Regions from separate parts of the Danio rerio genome. Here region 1 is linked to region 2. The links are chromatin contacts, called in public Micro-C maps. All regions are on one chromosome and are shown on one strand. Each heading gives the region's core, a stretch centred on a gene start, on an enhancer-like site or on the middle of the called end of the contact. The rest is flanking DNA. Distances are from core to core; before and after follow the strand shown. Region 1 holds the start of cap1 (CAP, adenylate cyclase-associated protein 1 (yeast)). Region 2 holds the start of si:ch211-199g17.9.

Region 1 (6,878 bases), core at 3,304-5,803, 110 kb after region 2:
GATTTCACATTTCTAAACAAAATAGTTTTAATAACATTTCTAATAACTGATTTATTTTATCTTTGCCATGATGACAGTAAATAATATTTTACTAGATATTTTTCAAGACACTTCTATACAGCTTAAAGTCACATTTAAAGGCTTAACTAGGTTAATTAGGTTAACTAGGCAGGTTAGAGTAATTAGGTAAGCTATTGTATGTAGATGGTTTGTTCTAAAGACTATCGAAAAAAAATTTGCCTAAAAGGGCTAATAATTTTGTCCTTAAAATGGTGTTTAAAAATTTGAAACTGTTTTTATTCTAGCCGAAATAAAACAAAAAGGACTTTCTCCAGAAGAAAAAATATTATCAGACATACTGTGAAAATGTCCTCACCCTGTTAAACATCATTTAGGAAATATTTCTAAAAAGTAATAAAAATTCAAAGGGGGGCTAATAATTCTGACTTTAACTGTGTAAATGGATGGTTTGCCCAAAACTTTAATTTCTATCATTATTTACTCACTCTTTACTAGTCACAAACACGTTTGAGTTTCTTTTTTCTGGTAAACACAAAACATATATTTTGAAAAAAGCTAGAAACCAGTAACCATTGACTTCCCTTGTATTTTTATTTTCAATGGATGTCAATGGTTACCAGTTTTCAGCTTTAATCAAAAGAGCTTCATTTGTGTCCAGCATGAAATAAGACACTCATACAATTTTGGAACCACTTAGGGGTGAGCAAATAGTGAGTACGTTTTCATTTCTTGATGAACTATCCCTTTAACTGAAGCTTAGTGGGGAAAAAAAGCAGTCACTTGTACTTCATAAACCAGTAACCATTGACTTCTATAGTATTTTTGTTTTCAATGGATGTCAATGGTTACCCGTTTTCAGCTTTAATCAAAATAGCTTTATTTGTGTCCAGCATGAAATAAGACACTCATACAATTTTGTAGCCAATTAGGGGTGAGCAAATAGTGAGTACGTTTTCATTTTTTGGTGAACTATCCCTTTAACTGAAGCTTAGTGGGGGAAAGAAGCAGTCACTTGTAATTCTGTGTTTGCAGATCAGAATTGTGACACACACCAACACTTCCTGTTTGGGCAACAAGGATCTAAATCTTATATTTATCTTCCCCCTCAGGCTCCAGAAATACTTCAGAACTGCCTGTGTAGACAGGACAGGAGGAAACTGATAAGTATTTTTCCCCAAGTAAAAGATAAAAATATATAAAACACATTCAGGAGAAGGTTATAAAAGAAAGGAGACATAAGTTACATCAACTGCGTATTTGCAAAGAGGAAACCAACATAAAAATGGGGAGGTGTTACAATAATATAGAAGTGTACACACTCACCGGCCATTTTATTAGGTACCCCTACTAGTACCCCTTTCCACCACATCCCAAAGGTGCTCTATTGGATTGAGATCTGGTGGCTGTCGAGGCCATTTGAGTACAGTAAAGTCATTGTCATGTTCAAGAAACCAGTCTGAGATGATTCACGCTTTATGACATGGTGTGTTATCCTGCTGGAAGTAGCCATCAGAAGATGGAGACACTGTGGTCATAAAGGGATGGACATGGTCAACAATACTCAGGTAGGCTGTGGCGTTAACACGATGCTCAATTGGTACTAATGAGCCCAAAGTGTGCCAAGAAAATATCGCCCACACCATTACACCACCACCACCAGCCTGAACCGTTGATACAAGGCAGTAGGTCTGTATGATTAATAGGCACTAAATAAATATTGTTTATGGATAAAAGATTTGATAAAATAGAAAAAGTTGAAAATAAAGCTGATTCAACTAAACTGAATCAGAATTACGTCACAGTTGTTCGTGGCAGATTGAAGAAATCCTGAACATTATACTAATAATCAACTGGAGGAGAGTGTAATCAGAACAATATGCAAGTGTGTATAAATAAATTAGGAGCATTACAGGAAAGCTATCTAAACCTAATCATGAAATGTAGGGACTGAACAAATAAATATTGATAAAATAGAAAAGTAAGAAAAATAAACAAAACTTTTTATTTATTATAAACTTTGAAACATTAATTAAACTAATAATACAAATTCAGATATAAACTATATCCAGGAACATTACAGGAATTGCAAAAACACAACCAGAAATGATAATGAAGCAAAAACATAACAGGTGTTTTGTAATACAAGTATTACAAAATACTTCATTCATTCATTCATTCATTCATTTTCTTGTCGGCTTAGTCCCTTTATTAATCCGGGGTCGCCACAGCGGAATGAACCGCCAACTTATCCAGCAGATTTTTATGCACCGGATGCCCTTCCAGCTGCAACCCATCTCTGGGAAACAACCACACATACACTCATACACTACGGACAATTTAGCCTACCCAATTCACCTGTACCGCATGTCTTTGGACTGTGGGGGAAACCGGAGCACCCAGAGAAAACCAACGCAAACGCAGGAAAAACATGCAAACTCCTGACTGAAACACCAACTGAGCTGAGCTGAGCCCCAGCGACCTTCTTGCTGTGAGGTGACAGCACTACCTACTGCGCCATTGCATCGCCACAAAATACTTCTATACATATAAACAAAAATAATAACTTAGGATAAAATCATCGACTGCAGCGGGGATCAGTACCAGAGAAACATTCCTTCATGAAATCTAACATTAAGTCACTCTTTTTTTTGTTTTTAATTTGCATTAGAGACTCTTTCAAAGATTCCATTTCTAATAAAAATATATTGCAGTTTTGTATACATTTAGAAAATTTCTATTTGTGAATAAAATATTTACCTTGTAAGATATAAACATTAATGACGTACTCGAATGTTCTATAGTGTGTGTGAAAAAGAGCAAATGATTTCTTTTAAAGAGAGCCTGTAATCAACATTTCTTTGCCCAAATAACACGTCACTAACGTCATTCCAAAATTTAAGAGAGACATCACAGTTATACAGATGAGAGGAGTCTTCCATGAATTTAGATAAAATTACTTTGCAAGGATACATTTTGTGAAATATTTTAAAGTGCACTACTTTAACCTTATTTAAAAGGCAAAATTTAAACGGGATTGATCGGGTAGCTTTCCAATTAATATCAATAATTTTTTTCATTCCAATAATATTTCCCTCTAGGGGATAATAAATCTTTTTTTTAAAATAACTTTTATTTAGAAAAGAAGAAATTTACAATATAAATCAGGAAGTAGAAGAATGAAATACAAGAGTATACAATTACACAGTGATAAGAACAATAAGTAAAAAGAAAAGATTAATAGAAAGAAAATAAAAGAGAGAACAAGATGAGGAAAGGGGAAGTACAAAATTAAATTAAATAAAAAATACAGAAAGCATTAATTACTAATATACTGCAAGCATGATATTTTCACAAGTTTCTATTAACTTGCAGAATTTTTTGTTGTTATAGACGTATAGCTTTAAGCATGGAATCAATTTCAATAAAAAAATGGGTAAACGAGGGAGAGGATTTAAGAAATTTTGTTTGTGGATAAAGAATTTTGCATAAAAAAGTAATATATATATATATATATATATATATATATATATATATATATATATATATATATATATATATATATATATATATATATATATTTATTTTCTTAATTTTTGTTCAACAAATAATATCTTTCAGTTGAATGATTTGTTTTGTTGATTGGGATTTACTCAAATAATTCTATAGATCAGACCATTTTTAATGAGATTTTACATGTAAAAAACATGTAAACAAAGTTTCCTCATTTTCCTGACAAAAGGAACAAGTATCTGCAATATCAGTACATTTTGAGATAAATGCATTGGCCGGGTATATTTTGTGTAGAATTTTAAAATGGATTTCATTTGCTTTGTTTGGGATTACATATTTATATTGGAGAAGCCGTGTTCTTTTCCAATCAATATCCTCTATTAATGCTGACCAATATGATTTCCCTCTTGGAACAATTCGATTTTTTTGTTGTTGGAGAATTCGAGGGATAAGTTTGTTGTTGCATTGCTTATCATACACACTAATACCTTCTAATAATAAAGAGGGTTCTATGGTTTTTGGCTTATATATGAAATATGATTTTTGTTAGATGCATTACTTCTTTTGGGATAGCATTTACAATAATGCAAATTTCTTGAATGGGATTGGAAATTGATGAATTTTTATAAACTGCTCATAAGTTAACAAGTTTTCCAAGTCATCAAGGGGATAATAAATCTGAAAACTAAGCACTTTCATAATTACGTCACATTTCCTCATAGCGGACTGGGGGAATTCTGCACATTATATCATATCAGCTTTCCATAATGTAACGTTAATCATAACTATAAACTAATTCGTTCTCAGGCTTGAGTGTTGAATCTTCCTGTTCCTGTTTTTCTCTGTTTCATCTCTCCATCATCACACACTCCTTCTCTCTCTCTCTTTCTCTCCTTTGTCCTTATAAGGAAGTGGAGCAGTTGGTGGAGTTTGGGCGGAAACGGCGCGCAGTGACAGCTGGGAACTTCAACACGCTCATACAGGAAGAGAACGCAGACGGAGAGCCGAAACACACCCATACAACATCCCAACTAAAGCAGGACCACCGGAACATTATTCACACGGCGACGGTAAGCAGAGCACGCGGAATGCATTGTTTACAGGATTACATATCTATGAGGAACGACTTGCCGGCGGAAATCTGCGCAAATCATGACAACTGAAACGGGCATCGCTCGCAATATAGCTGTAATACGTGCATATTACATACAGTGGCATTATGCTTTGTATGTTTATTATATATCTGTGCATATGTGTACATTTCATATCAGCACTGAAACGCGTCGGTTGGAAAAGTTCCTGATCTTGCAGAGCTCAGCGGTTGTGATGGGAAGTCTCTTTTGCGAATCGGTTCCTTTGAACACTTCGAAATGTTAAACGATTCTTTGGCGGCTTTAACGTTACATAATTTTCATTTTTCTTTTAGCGTCTGCGTTTATATATTTAACCCATAAATGTTTAATTATCATATATTTTAGCAAGAGATTAAAACCTAGCATATTCATTATTGTTGGTTTTCGTTCCTGAGTTGATTAGACTTGAAACTGACTCAATGAGAAACCGATTCACTCAGAAGATCCGACTCGAATGAACGCTTAAAATCGCATAGACTGCGAATGTAGGAAGTGGGGCGGGCGTCAAGTGCAGGAAATCCAAACACAAGCTCGTCGTGGACGATATATTGCTTCCGTTTTCAGGTTATTTTCTATAAACAGTCGCTCTTTATTGTGTGAACGAGCTCGCGAGTGTGGCCCCGGCCGGCCTGATTATTCAGTCAAATCACATCACATCACATCACATCACATCTCTTGGCTTGCCTCCTGCCTCGTATCCTATTGCAATCCAATTAATGGCTTGATTTCCTGTCAAGAAACACAGTGAGCGTGTATTGTGTCGCGTGTTTTTTATTTTAATGAATGTGGCACAGCTCATCCTGCGCTATGCCGAGAATGGATGTGATCTGGCCTAGTTTTGAAGCATAAATGACCTGTTTTGTGTCCAGAAGCACAGCTTGCTGCAATATACTTGAGGTTTGAATGTCGCCTCAATATACTGTAGTTTTATCGTGATTTGTGTATCTTTAGGGTGTTGCCTATACAATTTAGTGCAGGTGTGTATTGCAGAGCTGCTGTACTAAACTAAAGCAAACTATTGCCTTCAAGGGTTAGTTCACCCACACATGTAAATACCTTCACCTTTTGATCAATCTCAAGTCCTTCTGTTGAACACAAAGTCAGGTATTTTGAAAAATGTTGTAAACTAAAAAAAGCAGCCCTTGAACATGAAATAATATTGAAGTTAATGGCAGTTTTTTTTTCTTTGTGTTCCTTTGTGTTAAACTGAACTCAAACAGGTTTTTATTAAATGAAGGGAGAGTCAAGGATTGCAGAATATTTGGGCCAACTATCTTTCTAAGTTTGTCTTAATGCTTCACCTAGTGAAGTTCAAGTCAAAGTTGTGGCCGTTTTTTTCTCTGAACTGCAGCTTTATTTCTTGCATTTTTGAGAAAAATTAATATTTTTATCCATTTCTCAGTGAATATAGGTGATATATTTTGGTGCATTTAAACAAAACAGAATTATTACAGATATATTTATTCAAATAATATTTTAGTCACCAAACATATTTAGAAATTGAAAGTCAATACAATTAAATTCAAGCTATATATATATAAAATTATCAACTACAAAATTAAGTGTTTAAATTTTTTGCTGCATGATTTTTTTTTTCCTCTTTTAAATTTTTTTTTTTTTTTGTGACATATATTTATTACTTTTTTCAATTTGCATATCACAACAGATTACACATTTCCAGAATAATAGTCATGAAGACACAGCAAATTTTTTACACCATATTCTCCCTTTTCAGGAATCAAGGAATTTCAAGAAGTTATTAAAAGGTCTCCAGATATCTTCAAACACTTTTTGTTTCTTTTTGACGATGTATGAGATCTTTTCCATTGACAAACTTGACTCCATGTCTTTAATCCACTTTTCAATTCTAGGTTCATTTACATATTTCCAATCACGAGCAATAATGCGTTTAAAAATCTTACAATCCAAACTCTTTTTTTAAAAATTTGTATTTAATATTTTCATAACAGAAATTTGGGTGTAGAGTTTTAAATTAGCTTCAAATTTGGCTTCAGTACTGACTGATCTAATGTATATGCACAGATATAATATTGTAAAGCTTCCTATTTATAATATGAATTCAACAGGTAGATATGTAAAGGGTGTACTTGTGTATGCTGAGCACTGTATAAACCTTTAGAAATCACTAGTTTTGTCCTCTTCAGTGCAGTATATCTTGCAAATCTGATTTTTTTAACTAAGTTTGTGTTGCTA
Region 2 (6,892 bases), core at 1,307-3,806:
TAAAGAAGACTGTGTTTAAGGTAAGCCTGTCTCTGCAGGCTGGACCCCCCATTGTCATCGAGAGAGCACCTCTAAAAGACAAGACCACCATAGCGCCAGAGATCGAAGAGCAAAACACACGTTCTCAGCTTTGCATTTACGGCTGTCCACACTCAGTCGACAACACCACACAGCAGGAACTCCTTCACACGGACAACCACACACTGACGGCTACAGACTCTGAGCAGCTCGTGATTCCAGCTCAGTTTGACCACACGGAGCTGTTCAGTAGTCAAACTGAGCGGTCTCAGATGCTGGAGGACTGTGGTCCAGTGGTCACTGTGCAGCGTGCTGATTGGCCGGAGCAGAATTATTGGGACTTCAGAAACAGCCAATGGCAGAGCAGAGATGCAGGTGCTCACGCTGAGTGTGCAGGGTACATGCAGTACTGGTGGTGATTCTGAGCCTTCGAGAGAACAAATAATACAAGGACATTTGGCAGAGGATGCAGCAAACCATTTTGCTAAATAATTGAGTCCAAATAGTACAACTTCAGATTTTAATCAGATCAATTTACGTGAAGTTTTCATTAGTGTACTTAATTTGGCCTTCTCCATCAAAGTGATGGTGATTATGTATTATTAGTTTGCATGTATATACAGTAGTACATGTATACATGCATATGTGATGGTGTCATAAATGTATGCATATATATATGTATATACATGCATACATATGACACCAACCCAAGCATGTATACGGTATGTATATGTGTACTACATAAACGTGTGTACATGTAATGCATAAACGATATATATGCGCACATACATATAAATGTATACAAACACACATTTGAGTGTGTGTGTGTGTATATATTTAGATAGCATTGCTGTTTTGTAGTAAACAGAAACATATAAAGAGTTCAGATGCAAAAAAACTCTAAATGAGCATTTTTTCCTCAGTCTCCTATGTTTATATGCTGTCATTGGACTTTAAAGGCAATGAAAATAACATATTCATCACCATAAAAGTAAAACGTATAAAACTACACAGAAAAAAAAATAGAAAAATGCTAATTTTAGAAGATTTATGATGGCATTTAGAGGCTTTCGCATCTGCTCTCTTCTTAAATCCTCTGTGTTCCCAGTTTGTTTGTGTAAATAGTAAATATACCTGTTAATTTGCATTCAGTAGCATTAACTGTCATTGCAATATTTTTTCCAGATATAAGCATACATTTACAATTTGGAGAAAAAAGTTGCTCATTTAGTTGCAGGATTAAGCAAACAAAATCTTAATCTTAATAATCCCTTCTCTGAGAACAACAACATTTATTAAAACAAAATCAAAAAGGTTTTCCTAAACCAGAATCATTTTAAAAAGTGATGGATTGGTAATCAGCACCAGCTACTGTAGATAAAGAAACATAATAAAGTAAGAAAAATACCCCTCAAACATTAATTAATAGCTTTTTCACATAATTGTTTTTGCCTTTCAATTTTTGTTCCCCAGAACGGCTTCATTTTTTTAAGTGCGCTATTTTTTAAGTATTATTTAGCAGAATCGTTTAGTTGCTATTACATTTACATTTAGTTAAGGTATATGCATATTTGGGTTCAAAAATTATATTTTGTTTGGAGAACTATATATAAAACAAGTTAACATTTATTTATATAGAGTGAGCGTGTTGCTGTTTACTAGTTAACAAATGCAAGTTTGTTACCAATGACCATTAACAGATGGTCAGATATACCAGTTCCTTTTCATATTTTGAAGCATTAATTCCTTTATCTCTGGTACAGAACTCTGCAAATGAGATGTCAACTCTATTTTTAGAAGATTTGAAGAAAATTTAGTTTATATGCATTCATAAGCTAAGCTAAAGTTATGTTGTTATTAGTTTAAATGTTAAATACTTTTCATTCACCTGGTTTGAAGTTAGCAGCAGCACTTGGAAGTGCATTTTCTTTCTTTCAAAGTTATAGTTATCGAATGTGTTTCAAACAGACAGACAGGCAACACAGATTAGCTTTTGTTGTTTTGTTAATTTCACTGGTTTTATTACTGAACATGTTCATATTGTTGTTATACCAAGAGTAGATGTTTTGAGAATCAGCCAATTTCTTAAGTTTTATTTTTTTGTCGTGGCTGACAGAACTGACTTTAAAGTGTTAAATGTGAAATCATTTGTATTATAACTGATTATTTTAACATCAAATACATACTTCTTTAATAAAATGTGTATTTTCACAAACATTGTTTGGGTAAATCTGTTTTTTAAACATTATTGCACATTTTAACCTAGTTGATTAGAGTATTTAAAAAAAAATATTATTTTAATTGTTAACACAGACAAGTAGTCTCATTCAAAACGTATCAATTTAGTTTAATTAAAACTAGTAGTAAAGCGAATGAAGAAAATGATTTGGTAATTTGCCAATCATTTTATATTAAGTCATAATTCAAGTCCTCATACAGTACCTTGATTGACCAATTGATGGCGCCAAATGAGCAATTTAAAACCAAACGGCAGTTAAAGCGATTTGAGGCGTATTAGTAGTATTATAGAGCAAAAAAACGGCTTGTAAGTCAGTATTGATACATTTTTAAGTTGTTGAAAACATAATTCTGCACATTATACTTATTAATATATATCCACAGTTCAACAAGAATGTATAACATTTAGCAAACACTCCGTGTGAAGTGAACGTCGTTTAAAAGTACGCGAGGACGAGCAACTGACATCTGAACGTCCACATCCTCATCACTATATTCATTTATTTACCTTTCATAATTATACTGTAATTACCAAGATATTTTTATCCTATTTAAGCAGTACCTGGAGCCGTAATGAGTGAGTTACTTGGTAGGTTGTTTTGCTTTCTTCTTTGTTTTTGTGTATTGATGTTGACTAGTGAGCTGAGCAGGTTAAGTTTGATTTTCGAGTGTGATTGTTTTGTACAGAGTCATCATTCAGCATCGAAGACATTATTAAGACATCAAAAAGCCCAGGTATGACATGACTCATTGACTTATAATCAATTACATTCCGATTCAAATTACATTAGTAAGTTAACAATGTCCCCACTGTACTTAACCAAAGAGTTTCGGTACTGTTTGTGCTTTTTTTGTTTATATGTGGACAGGGCTTAGGGCCTAGCCCATATGTTCAACGAAAAAAAGGAAATTTTACTTAACGTTACCATTTACTCACCCTCAAGTGGTTATAAACCTTTATGTTTAATTTCTTCTGTTAAACACACAAGAAGATGTTTTGAAGAAAGCTGAAAACCATTGATTGCCATAGTCAGGAAAAACAAATACTACGGAGGTCAATGGTTATATATATATATATATATATATATATATATATATATATATATATATATATATATATATATATATATATATATATATATATTTTTTTTTTTTTTTTTTTTTAAGCTTTTTTACAAAAATGTGTTCTTTTGTGATCTATAGTACAAAAGATAGGATGTCAAACTGGTTTGGAATAAGTAAAGGGTGTGTAAATAATACAATTATTATTATATATATAATATATTAATTATATTATTATATACCCTTCAATCAATGTCTACTCAATGTGACTGGAAGATATTGTATTGTGTTTACTTTATAACATTTAATTTTTCTATAGACAGCCGAGCCGAACTGAAACCAGAGGAGCTTATAACCCAGCTCAGAAAGCTACAGCAAGGTCAGTTGTCATCTATAAACTGTAAATCAGACAATCAATCTCAGTATAAATCAAAAATTAACCCCACTTTATTGATTTCAGTCAAGAAAATCCTTGAAGAAGAAGTGACGGAAGTAATGCTCCTCAAATGTGCTAGGAAGCAGGAGGAGGATGCCTGTATGTGTATAATGAACATGAATGAGTTTGGATTGTACTGTCCTATTCATTCAAATGAGGATTATGACGATTGTATTTTATATTACAGTAGCTGCAGAAGCGTTAAAGTTGGAAGGGACGTTGAATGCGAAGGAAGGTACTGTAGTATAAAACAAAAACTGAGGCATTTGCTTTTATATAACCCTGTATAGCAATCTTAAAACGTAACCCCACACATTAAATTTCCTATTAATTACATTTAAGATTTGTTATAAGACACATTTTCCTGCCCTACAGAGTTAAATAGATCTCTGCAGCTCAAATGTGAGGACCTCCAGCTTGAGGCACAAAGGTAAGCATATGTCAGTATCATAATAACACTCACGGTTATTTAATCTGAATCACATGTGAACCACAATGAGACACATTGAGCTTTGGTCTCGGGTCAAATAGTTTACTACAGGGTGTGTATTGACTCAATAACTTACACAAATCATATTAAAAGTAGGACAATGAAGAGGGAGCAGCCTTTTGTTGTCGTTTTGCTAAAAAATGTTTCGCGAAACGCACCGAGAGTCGTGATTGTATTTGATTTCAAATCTAATTTGTAACTTTGCAGGCAGCTGGAGCAGAATCATCAGAAAGAGGAACTGGTCAAGCAGTACAGCTTTCAGATCCAGGAGACAAAATTAAAGCACAGAAAGATTCGGTATGATGACTCACTGTTTTAAATAGCAGACTCCTAGTATTACATAGACGCTAGATATGAGATGATGTCACAGAATTGTTGTAGGCGTATTAGCATTAATAAACTGCTAAGCATATTTACACTACCTGACAAAAGTCATGTCGCCTATTCAAGTTTTAGGAACAACAAATAATATCTTGACTTCTTATTGATCATTTGGTATAAGAAGTGGCTTACATGAAAGGCAAAAGCCTCTAGATTACGCTTATTTCACCGAAATAAAATATGATCATGCCTTGATTTTTAATTATTTAATTAGGACAGTAAGCTCTGGCTTTTCTTAGATAAAAGTCTTGTCACTTAACAGAAATAATGTCCAGCATAGAATATAAAGTCATGCTGCAGTGGAAACAGAATGAATATTGTGTCTGACTCCATCATGAGCTTGGAGGACTGCATCCATACATCTCTGCAATGACTCAAATCACTGATTAATAAAGTCATCTGGAATGGCAAAGAAAGCGTTCTTGCAGGACTCCCAGAGTTCATAAAGATTCTTTGGCTTCATCTTCAATGCCTCCTCCTTCATCTTACCCCAGACATGCTCAATAATGTTCATATCTGGTGACTGGGCTGGCCAATCCTGGAGCACCTTGACCTTCTTTGCTTGCAGGAGCTTTGATGTGGAGGCTGAAGTATGAGAAGGAGCGCTATCCTGCTGGAGAATTTGCCCTCTCCTGTGGTTTGTAATGTAATGGGCAGCACAAATGTCTTGATACCTCAGGCTGTTGATGTTGCCATCCACTCAGCAGATCTGTTGCACGCCCCCATACTGAATGTAACCCCAAACCATGATTTTTCCTTCACCACAGTTGACTGATACCTGTGAGAATCTTGGCTCCATGCAGGTTCCAGGTCTTCTGCAGTATTTGTGGTGATTAGGATGCAGTTCGACAAATGATTCATTTGGAAAATCTACCTTCTAGAAGTCAAGTTATTATTACTTACAACTAAGATCGACGACAAGACTTTTGTCAGGTAGTGTATATGTAATCATCAGGAGCCGGTTGCACCAGCAGTGTGTAAGTTAAATCGTAGCCTAGTTGTGACTTAAAGGGACACTAGGTCAATTTTTTATTTATTTTTTTGCACCACAGAACTTAGTTTAAACGTAATGCTATGTTCCAACTAAATATTTACGGCAGCATCCCCCCTTGTATAATGATAAAAAAGAGATGACAGAGAGATTAGTTTAAATCGAGGAGCTCAGGATAATACTGAAAAATGATTTTTCTCTTCTCAAAGCTTTATTTTCCTCCCAAATCTCGCATTTTTTGGTTTGTGAAAGAAGAGTTTAATTTTCCTTCAAAGAGGGCTTTTTGTTAATTGTATCTATCAGTTCTTTGACTTACGTTTTTCTCCCTGCTCTTTTCTTATTCATGTGTGGGATATAAAAAAAAATCAAGTTTAATGTTTTAATAACCTCATGTGTATTTCATGTGAATTCACTGCTCGCGATGCAGGTATGTGTGTTGTCTGTTTAGTGACTTACTGTAATGCAATTTACTATAAAAATCAAATTTTGTTATTTACTTTTTATAGGACAGTTATAAATGGATTAGTTTATAAACGCAATAGTTGCAGATTTTTAAAGGCAATTTAATTATTTAAATGTTTTTTATTGGATATAGTCATTCAATGTGACTACATATGACATTACGGAGAGCTTACGACCTACTAACTACAGTTTGCATTAAAAAAAAACATGTTGCAACCGAAGTAAGAAAGTAAGTTACAAACCAGCTAGTAGTTACTAAGCCCCAAGTATTAAGTTTACGTTCCAGTTTAAGAAAGAACTTAGGAACAGCTGGTGCAACCCTAACAATAGTTTCTGTTAGTTTACGTTGTGAAGCAACTCAAAGCAATACTGATAGTACTAGAATAACGAATCATTGTAAAATAAAAGATGACATTTTATTTCTAAGAAATACTGCTTTTGAAATTCACAATCATTTGATTTTAGGATGAAGTTTGAGAATCAGCTTCAGCAGTTGACGGAGCAGCATAAAAACTTGTCTGCTGTCTTTGTAAGTGGCATGTGAGAATAGATATTACATTAAAAGCAACCGTTTTAATTAATTAAATATTATTAGTTCTCCTGTGAATATTTTCATGTTTTTTTTTCTTCTGAAGGAAGTCTTTTTTATGTTAGTTTGGCTATAATAAAAGCTTGGTTAAACTGCACTTGGAAAATATTTAAAAAAGAAATTAAATCATCTTTTATTTATTTTTCCAGGCCCCGCAAAGACTTCCAGCAGAAATACAGTCTGCAGAATACAGCACTGAGCAGCTGCTGAAGGCTGGTGTGTTTT

Evidence for each region. A called contact is a pair of places that touch in the nucleus more often than the background predicts.
Region 1: a Micro-C map of caudal fin shows a contact between it and region 2, with 6 times the contacts expected there. The contact joins the promoter of cap1 here to the promoter of si:ch211-199g17.9 in region 2. A contact is called at or near these places in 1 of 18 Hi-C or Micro-C datasets (caudal fin) and 1 of 4 datasets of contacts at active chromatin or transcription factors (gastrula embryo).

The regions. Positions count from the first base shown.
Region 1 is chr19:46,546,309-46,553,186 of GRCz12tu, forward strand. cap1 (CAP, adenylate cyclase-associated protein 1 (yeast)) reads left to right here and starts at 4,554. Exons shown (of 13, transcript NM_199909.2): 1 at 4,554-4,601.
Region 2 is chr19:46,435,204-46,442,095 of GRCz12tu, forward strand. It overlaps si:ch211-199g17.9, which reads left to right and starts at 2,557. Exons shown (of 10, transcript NM_001328704.2): 1 at 2,557-2,845; 2 at 2,944-2,991; 3 at 3,638-3,697; 4 at 3,779-3,853; 5 at 3,942-3,989; 6 at 4,130-4,184; 7 at 4,452-4,541; 8 at 6,544-6,607; 9 at 6,817-6,883. The coding sequence starts at 2,830. It overlaps si:ch211-199g17.2, which reads left to right. Exons shown (of 14, transcript XM_017352311.4): 14 at 1-2,233. The coding sequence ends at 437.